3 separate regions of the Mus musculus genome follow, and regions 1 and 3 are each linked to region 2. A link is a contact called in public Hi-C and HiChIP or PLAC-seq data. All regions are on one chromosome and are shown on one strand. Each heading gives the region's core, a stretch centred on a gene start, on an enhancer-like site or on the middle of the called end of the contact. The rest is flanking DNA. Distances are from core to core; before and after follow the strand shown. Region 1 has its middle 21 kb from the start of Gm38752. Region 2 holds the start of Alox5ap (arachidonate 5-lipoxygenase activating protein). Region 3 overlaps Mm2pr (macrophage M2 polarization regulator).

Region 1 (2,700 bases), core at 64-2,563, 150 kb before region 2:
TCCCGAACATGTTTTCAAGGCTCATGATTGCTGGTGAATATATGAACATTTATATAATATTCTTACTTAAAATTATTTTTACATTTATTTTTATTGTATGTGTCTGGGTGTTTTGCCTGCATGTATGTATGTATGCCGCATGCATACAGCGCCTGCGGGGGCCAGATAGAGGAAATCAGATTCCCCGGAAGTGGAGTTACAGGCTGTTATGAGTGAGTGACTGTTATGGGAAGCAAACCCAGGTCCTCTACAGAGCAACCAGAGCTCTTAATCTCGGAGCCATCTCTCCAGCCCCTGTATCCTCTTGTCTAATACTCTTTGACTATGCAGACAACTATGTTGTATTTAGCCGCTCATTGCAGGGAGTAGGTGAAGTCCCAAGAGAATATGTATTGTTTGGCACAGCCACGCCATGTCAAGGACCCCACAGCCCCAGAGCCTTGAGAGTAGCAATCTTCCCTAGATGAGTCTCAGAGGGAGGGGTGGAAATACCTCTTCTTCACGTCTGGTGGTGAATGTTGACAGTGTTTCAGAAAATGTCCACTGCAGCCCCACCCCAGCCCTGTTCTGGCTTAAGGTTCACTCTCCTACTGAGACGTAACCTACTGAGATTAGCTAAGGCAGCCTTCTTGTTCAGCTGTGTATAATAACTACACCTGTTTATCTGTATGTAATAACACAGCCTTTGTTCAGCTGACTGCAGTAATCCTGCCTCCCTGGTCAACAGTGTATAACAAACACCCCATGCTTTCAGGGTCCTGCTGCGGGAAGTATTTTTTAAAACAGCAAGTTCCCATGCTTGACCCAGCTACTCTCTGCCCCGGCAGTTTAGCTGGCCTGTTCTTATCTTGTGGAGACTCTCTGACTTAGAGTTTCAAGATCTCTCCACCCAGCTTGCTAGGTTCCCACTGGTGGGTTGCTACCATGCCAGCCCCATGCTTCAAATCCCCCATGGCCTTTGGGGTGCACATCAGGCAAACCCACATTTTGTCACCGTACCTTTCTCTCTTGAGCCCAGACGAGCTGACGCGTGAAGGAAAACGCAACACAAACTTAGTTCAGAAACAACAATAATTCAACCACTGGGCCACAACAACTAAAATCCTAATCTTGTAAGATTTATTTAATCTAAATCCTCTACTGTCGAATCCTGACGGATTTGCCATTGAAACCAGGAGAAACTAGTAGCTACATCTTGTCCTCACACTATCCCAGTCCAAAAAGGACTCTCTCTTTCCTCTTCCTCTCTTCCCCTATCCAACCCAGAAGTCCCTCCTACTCGACCGACCAGCGATTGGCTCCTCTATTTATTAGGGGATGGTTTACAAGAAGTCACCTGAGTTTGTGACTCACTCCTCACCCACTAACCCTCCCAGGAGAGTGGAATTAACATCAAAATACAGACAGCACCAGGCCCATCCGCAACAAGGTACTGTGACTTAGAGCAAGCACAGGCTGCCCCATTCCAGCTTTTCTGTTTGTGTATCTGTCTGTAGGTCTGTGTATATGACTATGCTGAAATGTCACATCAAGCCGCAAAGCAGTGGCAGTGTCTACAGCAGTGTGTGCAGGTTCCAGGGCTTCCTACCTTGCCTGTCGATTGTTATTTTTATCGTTTTGTTAGTGGGCTGAATGGGGGTGGGGTGGGGTGTAAGTGGGTAGTGGCCTTGCTGTATCTCAGGCTGGCTTGAAATTTTCTATGCAGTCTAGGTTGGCCTCAATGTGAGATTCATCTGCCTCAGTCTCACGGTGGTGGGTATACACCTGAGCACTGACATGACTGTTTTCTATCTTTTTAGTCAATTGGATGAGAAGCATTGACTGTTAATTGTTGCATTGGGCTTATTTTTTAAAGTACCGTCCCACACATGCGTGTGCATTTCTGATCCTTTTTTGTTTGCTTGAGGTAGGATTTTTCTGTGTAGCACAGGCTGTCCTTCCTGGAACTCACCCTGTAGACCAGGCTGACCTCAAATTCAGAAATCCACCTGCCTCTGCCTCCAAGCATGGGGATTCACTGGCATGCACCACCACTGCCTGGCTGTATTTCTGATGGTTACATGACCTTTCAATGTTCCTCCAGGAGGCAAACATCAGGAATAATTTGCTGGCTTGTTCACAACAGCTCGTTTAGCCAGCAGAATGTGAATGAGAACGTAATGAGGCTTTAGATTCTGGGAGCACTGGCTCTCTAACTCCTCGCTGTTCTAACCTGGGAGCAGGCAGGTCAAGGGTCACAGTGGATTCAAGGGAAGGTGGGGACACACAACTGAAACGCCGCCGTTCCTGTCTCTTTGACCTTGCTGCTGCCTTCTCAAGACATCGAGACCTCATGGGACATACTGGTCTGTAGCAGTCTAGCAAGATGCTAAAACCCCAGCATCTGATTATAGCTAGGCAGGGGCTGAGGTGAGAAAAGGGGAGGAGGAAGGAGAAACAGGGTGACAGAGAGGAAGGGAAAGAGGAGGAGAAGAAGAGCCTACACCTTGGGAAGGAAGTTCATGTCTGCAGTTCACCTTTACAGTCTGCAGGAAAAGCTGCACCCTGGTGTTCAGGGTTAGGTCCCTGGAACACCAGTTCCTCGGATCCTAACACCAAGACTTCCTAGCTCCGACTCTCCCAGTTGGTATGGTAGAAGTCAGCCTTGTTTTGTAAAACAGACTCATTCGTTACTCTTCGTGCTTATGAACTAAGGGAACT
Region 2 (2,700 bases), core at 48-2,547:
TGCACATGTATGTGTCTGTGGAGGGCAGAGGCAAACCTTGGTTCTAGTTCCTCAAGTGCCATCCACTTTATCTCTTGAAGCAGGGTCTTTCCCTGCCTGGGACTCTCCATTAAGCTAGGGTGGCTGGCCAGTGAGCCTGAGGATGCTCCTGCCCCTCTTCCTGTAATATTGGGGTTACACACATTCTACCACACGTGGCTTCTTAGGTGATGTGGGGACTGAACTCAGGTCCTCAAGCTTGCATGGAAAACACTTTCCAATGAAGCTGTCTCCCAAGTCCCATAGTTTTATTTTATTGCAGGAAAGGAGCCACTGGTTGTCTTATCATTCATTCACTCCTTCTTTCCTTCACCCATCCATCCACTCACCTATCCATCCACTCACCCATCCATCCACTCATCCATCCATCCATTCACCCATCCATCTAATCACCCATCCATCCATTCATCCATCCATCCATTCATCCATTCACCCATTCACCCATCTATCCATTCACCCATCCATCCATTCACCCCAGCCTATGTGGCTGCTATTCTGCACTGTACAATGTGTCAAATGACATTTATTTACCAGGAGGAATTCAAAGAACCAAGGGCATACTCAGGACGCACGTCTTTTTGGTGCTGTATTCATTTTATTTCCTTTTCTTTTTCTTCTTTTTTTAAATCTCATTTTCCCTTTTCTTTATTTTTGCCAGTGTAAGAAGTGGTAGTGGCTCCGGGCTCCTCGTGCTGTGCAGGGTCCAGATTTCATGCTTATGCTCCTAGCGAGGCTGCCCATAGTAAGCAACATCAAAGAATACGCTGCACTTCCCTCTCCCTCTGACTCTGTGACTCCTGGAAGGTAACTCAAAACCACAGGTCCTGCAACTTTGTTGAATAACAATTAGAAGAGGAAGAATGAAAACTAAAGGCAGAAGAAGGAGGAGGAGCAAGGGTAGGAATGGGAGGAGCAAGAGGTGGAGGAGTAAGGGAAGGAAGGAGAGAAAGAGAAGAAAGGGGAAGGGAGATGAAAGAAGAAGGGGAGGGAAAAGGAGCAAGAGGAGAAGTAGGAGCAAAGTGAGGAGGTAGAGCAAGAGGAGGAGGGAAGGGGCAATAGGAGGAGGAGCAGGTGGAGGAGGGAGAGGAGCAAAAAAGGAGGGGGAGCAAGGGGAGAGGGTAGTGCAAGAGGAAGAGGGAAGGAGCAAGGGGAAAGGGAGGAGCAGGAAGAGGGGAGGAGCAGGAACAAAAGGAGGGGGAGGAAGAAGAGGGGGACAAGGGGAGGAGCAGGAGCACTGAGTGGCTGTGCTGGGGACCTTTGGAAACTGATGGTAAAAGGCAGAGCACAGCCTGGCACTTCCCCTTTCTGCGCAGGAAGGCTGAGGTGCTAGCACCAGCCTGGTTGTCTCTGGCGGGCCTGAAGCAAGCATGGATCAAGAGGCTGTGGGCAACGTTGTGCTCCTGGCCCTTGTCACCCTCATCAGCGTGGTCCAGAATGGTAAGGGCCCTTCCTCAGGGAGAGCAGGGGTGCTGGAAGCCAGGCACACACCATTCTGTGTGCACTATGCACACGTCTGTATTTATTGCTGTGTACGTGAGTGTGCAGGGGTGGGTCCTGTTCTGTGTGAGTTTGGGGTTTCCTTCTCTCACTTGAAGGATGATGTCAGGTGTGTTTGCAGAGGATGGAGAGCAACCTGAAGGGCTGGTGAGAAACTTGGCCCAAGTGTCTTGGTGGAGCAAGGGCATGAAGGGTGGAAGAGGAGGGCCAGCCTGGAGAGAGTGTGGGGGTCTGTGCTCCCTTGGACACCCGCCTGAATGAGCCAATTTGCAGCAGGACCCAGGTCGTCTGTCGTCTGTGTCAGGCAAGGGGTAGTCTTGCGAGCTATAAAGGAGAAAGTCTTTATCATCTTTTTACTTCTGTACTTAAATAAGTTCTTTTGAAGAAACATCAAAGAACAATGCGTAAGGCTATTTTTAGTTTTGTTTTGTTTTGTGGTCCTGGGGATAGAACTCAGGGCCCTGCATACCTTCTGTATATTCTCTACTACACATCTATGCCCCAGCCTTTTGGTGTACAGCTTTACACACACACACACACACACACACACACACACACACACACACACACACACACGTCTGTCTGTCTGTCTGTCTGTCTGTCTGTCTGTCTGTCTGTCAGTCAGTCAGTCATGTTCTATCCATCTATCTATCTCAACCTTCCTAGCCCTTTGACACAGTATCTCAGGTTGTGGTGACGCCCAAGCATAAATTATTTTTGTTGCTACTCCATAACTGTCATTTTGCTGCTGTTAAAGATTGTAATATAAATAAATACCTGTGCTTTCTAATGATCTGAGGTGAATTCTGTGAAAGGGTCATTTGACCCCCAAAGGGTTCATGATCCTCACGACTCACATCTATCTATTTACCTATCATCTATTTATATATAAGTCCTATCTATTATCTGTCTGTCTGTCTATGTATTTATCTATTATCTATCATCTGTCTGTCTGGGGAAATGTTCCTATTTCTTAGTATTGCCATTAAACACACACACACACACACACACACACACACACACACACTCTCACGCATGCACGCACGCACACACACACGCACGTCTGTTTTTCTATCTATCTATCTATCTATCTATCTATCTATCTATCTATCTATCTATCTATCATCTATCTATAGTTTAAGATAAATAATTAAGAGTTAAAGA
Region 3 (2,700 bases), core at 153-2,652, 130 kb before region 2:
GTCGTTTGTAGGTTGCCTACACAAATGTATGACATCTAAATTTAGATAGCTACATGGGGGAAAGTGGGTGAAATTCAGACTCAAATAGATGGGTACCTGGGATTCTGTAGGGTTCCATCTGCTCCTGCTCTGGTTTGATAAGCAAACTCAGCGATTGCGAATATGTACTAAGCTCAAGTCTCTACTCAGATACTAATTGGAAGCTAAGGAGACCGTGTATTATTAAAAGGCTAAAAATATCTCCAGTTGGAAGGGGCAGATTGTAGAAGGGCTTGTGAGTGACGATTATTAAATAGTTAAGAGTGTGAGTAAGACAGATAGGCATTCATTCACTAAAATCTCTCATTGGAAAGAGTCAGAAAGGCAGTGTGCAGTGACACACGTGCCTGTGCCCGCACTGCATGTCAGGTGTTCCCAGACAGCAAGGCTAGAAGCACCTCCCCTGGGCTCTCACAGCACTCGTCAGAGACAGCAATTGTGTGTTATGTTTTCTTCCTGGATCTGTTTCTCTTTCCTTGTGTCCTGTGAGCTTTGGCAGGGCACAGTGGGAATTCCATACATCCCTCTGCAGCCCCAAGGTCTACATTAGCAAGCATTTCTTGAATAAGGAGAGGAAAGAGGGACCTCCAACCAGGCTTTCCAGGAAAACACTAGATTGAGGTAGAGGGAGGTGGAGGAAGGAAGAGGGTTTTTGGAGATCAGAAGAGGTGTATGCCTTGGCCGATACCACGGTCTCACATTGCAGAGACGCAAAGTAAGAAAATGATAAAACGTTATCTTTTTTGTGTTGGGAAATGGGAAACATTAGCAAGAGCCCTCTCTTGCGGGGGGAGCACAGTGGATCTGCAGGGGGTGAAACCTTCAAGCAGGCACTAATTAGGAAGCAGGGACATGGCGTGGTTTACAAAGGAAAAATTACAATAACAGCAAAATGGAGTTTGCATATATCCTTCTCACTTAGGAAGGAACATCATTTCTAAGAGAAGCAATACAGTAAATGGCAGGCACTCATCAGGAGAGTCAGGCTGATTGGCCAGAAGGAAATGCGGGGCAAGACATTAACCCATCAGAGAATGGAAGTGTGGCAGTGGGTGAAACTATGTTTCTGGAGAGTTGCGAAAGGCTGTGTGAGGTAAATATCTTCCCCTGAGAGACAACAGGGAAGAAAGGAGCCTGTAGAGGAGGCAAATTTCTACGTGTAAAGAGGCCTGGGGAAAGAGCTGGCCTCAATTCCTTTCTTCCCCCTGTGAAGGAAGTAACAAAATGAGCCACAGGACAGAGGAGGAGGAGCGGCAACAGTACTGAAGCCCGAGGAGCAACGGACATGTGGAGTAGGGACCTAGGTCAGCCCAGCAAGGGCTTGTAGGGCAGAGGTGGCCTCAGTGCATAGAGGTAAACATGTTGCTCTAGAAACGGGAGGCAGAGAGCCAGTGTTTGTCATCAAGGATGAACAGCAGCCAAGGCTGGTGACTGGTGGCAGGTTCTCAGCAGTACAGGGAAACGCTTGGGACCCATTGGGAACTAATTCATACTGAGTTCCCGAGACTGTCAGTATCTAGCTAGAGGGAGCCCTCCCCGCTACTCTGCAGATAGCTCCCAGCATCATGGTGAGTATGGGGGTTATGATTAGAAGGTGAAGTAGGGGGTGCTGGAGAGATAGCTCAGTGGTTAAGAGCACTGACTGTTCTTCCAGAGGTCCTGAGTTCAATTCCCAGCAACCATATGGTGTCTCACAACCATCTGTAATGGGATCCAATGCCCTCTTCTGGTGTTTCAGAAGAGAGCAATAGTGTACTCACATACATTAAATAAATAAATAAATAAATGAATAAATAAATAAATAAGAAGTGGGGGGGGGTCTCTGGGTGTATGTGCCTGTCAGTGTAATTACCTCCATGAGTTTATACTTTATATTCTTTTGTCTTGCTTCATTTTGAGACATGGTCTCACTATGTCGTTTTGGCTGTCCTAGAACTCACTGTGTAGACCAGGCTGGTCTCGAACTGACAAGAAACCTTCTTTCCTCTGCCTCCCAAGTGCTGGGATTCAAGGTCTAAGCCACCAGTGCCCAGCTCATTTTAATTTTTCTTTTACACTTTCAATTTTTTTCAGTGTTTCATTTTCTTCTTGTAACCAGGGTCTCATGTATGACCCTCCTGTCTCAGCCTCCCAAGTGCTGGGATTGATACTTTATTCATAGAAACAAATCTACATATCATCTACCTTAAAATGGAGTTGATATTGACTCGCACACAAACTTCTGAATCAGAGTAATTCTTCTGCAGGTGTTTGTAGTCATAAACACCTCCCAAGAGCAGTGTCAGTTAACAGAGGTATAAATGACCTACTTCTGGAAAGTGAGCGAGAAAAACAAAGCACACCTGTGAAAGGACTTGGGAATCTTAGAGACACATCTTTGGAGAGGTGATGACAGAGCCCCCACATGTAAAGATGCAGGTGGGGCCACAGGGCATGCCTAACATGTGGTCACTAGCAGCGGCAAATAAATAAGTGAATAAAACTGAAGTTGATACAGTGTCCTGGGCTGACTGCTAGCATGCAGGAGCAGAGCTTGGCCTGTGACCACTGTACCAGGGAGGAAGCATTTGGTCTCTTGGGTTAGCGCCAAGCCCACGAGTTTCCAGAAAGGCACAAGGCTAGCCAATCACAAGGAATTGGCTCTGCAAAGCAGAGATGGGC

Evidence for each region. Hi-C and Micro-C count contacts between places; a contact is called where the count stands out from the background. HiChIP or PLAC-seq counts read pairs in DNA pulled down with a chosen protein or histone mark.
Region 1: an H3K27ac HiChIP or PLAC-seq map of embryonic stem cells shows a contact between it and region 2, with 9 read pairs. The contact joins the enhancer-like site here to the promoter of Alox5ap in region 2. A contact is called at or near these places in 5 of 39 promoter capture datasets (embryonic stem cells, liver, pre-B cells and 1 more), 1 of 484 Hi-C or Micro-C datasets (myocytes), 2 of 115 datasets of contacts at active chromatin or transcription factors (both in embryonic stem cells) and 3 of 9 other capture datasets (adipose tissue, liver and pancreatic islet).
Region 3: a Hi-C map of double positive thymocytes shows a contact between it and region 2, with 1.6 times the contacts expected there. The contact joins the enhancer-like site here to the promoter of Alox5ap in region 2. A contact is called at or near these places in 4 of 39 promoter capture datasets (embryonic stem cells, hippocampal neurons, liver and 1 more), 1 of 15 datasets of contacts at CTCF or cohesin (large pre-B cells), 3 of 484 Hi-C or Micro-C datasets (CD8 T cells, double positive thymocytes and myocytes), 1 of 115 datasets of contacts at active chromatin or transcription factors (embryonic stem cells) and 4 of 9 other capture datasets (adipose tissue, embryonic stem cells, liver and 1 more).

What each region holds. Positions count from the first base shown.
Region 1 is chr5:149,111,363-149,114,062 of GRCm38.p6, forward strand. No RefSeq gene overlaps it. Among named protein-coding and RNA genes, the nearest start is that of Gm38752, 21 kb to the left of the region's middle. Within about 2 kb of position 1,314, at least 13 of the 459 cell types and tissues checked have an H3K27ac peak or open chromatin away from gene starts, as enhancers often do. A contact at or near this core is called in embryonic stem cells and stem cell-derived epiblast-like cells, where this site is marked.
Region 2 is chr5:149,263,707-149,266,406 of GRCm38.p6, forward strand. Alox5ap (arachidonate 5-lipoxygenase activating protein) reads left to right here and starts at 1,298. Exons shown (of 5, transcript NM_009663.2): 1 at 1,298-1,476. The coding sequence starts at 1,407.
Region 3 is chr5:149,134,534-149,137,233 of GRCm38.p6, forward strand. All of the region lies in intron 1 of Mm2pr (macrophage M2 polarization regulator), which reads right to left. Among named protein-coding and RNA genes, the nearest start is that of Gm42788, 8.4 kb to the right of the region's middle. Within about 2 kb of position 1,403, at least 22 of the 459 cell types and tissues checked have an H3K27ac peak or open chromatin away from gene starts, as enhancers often do. A contact at or near this core is called in double positive thymocytes and liver, where this site is marked.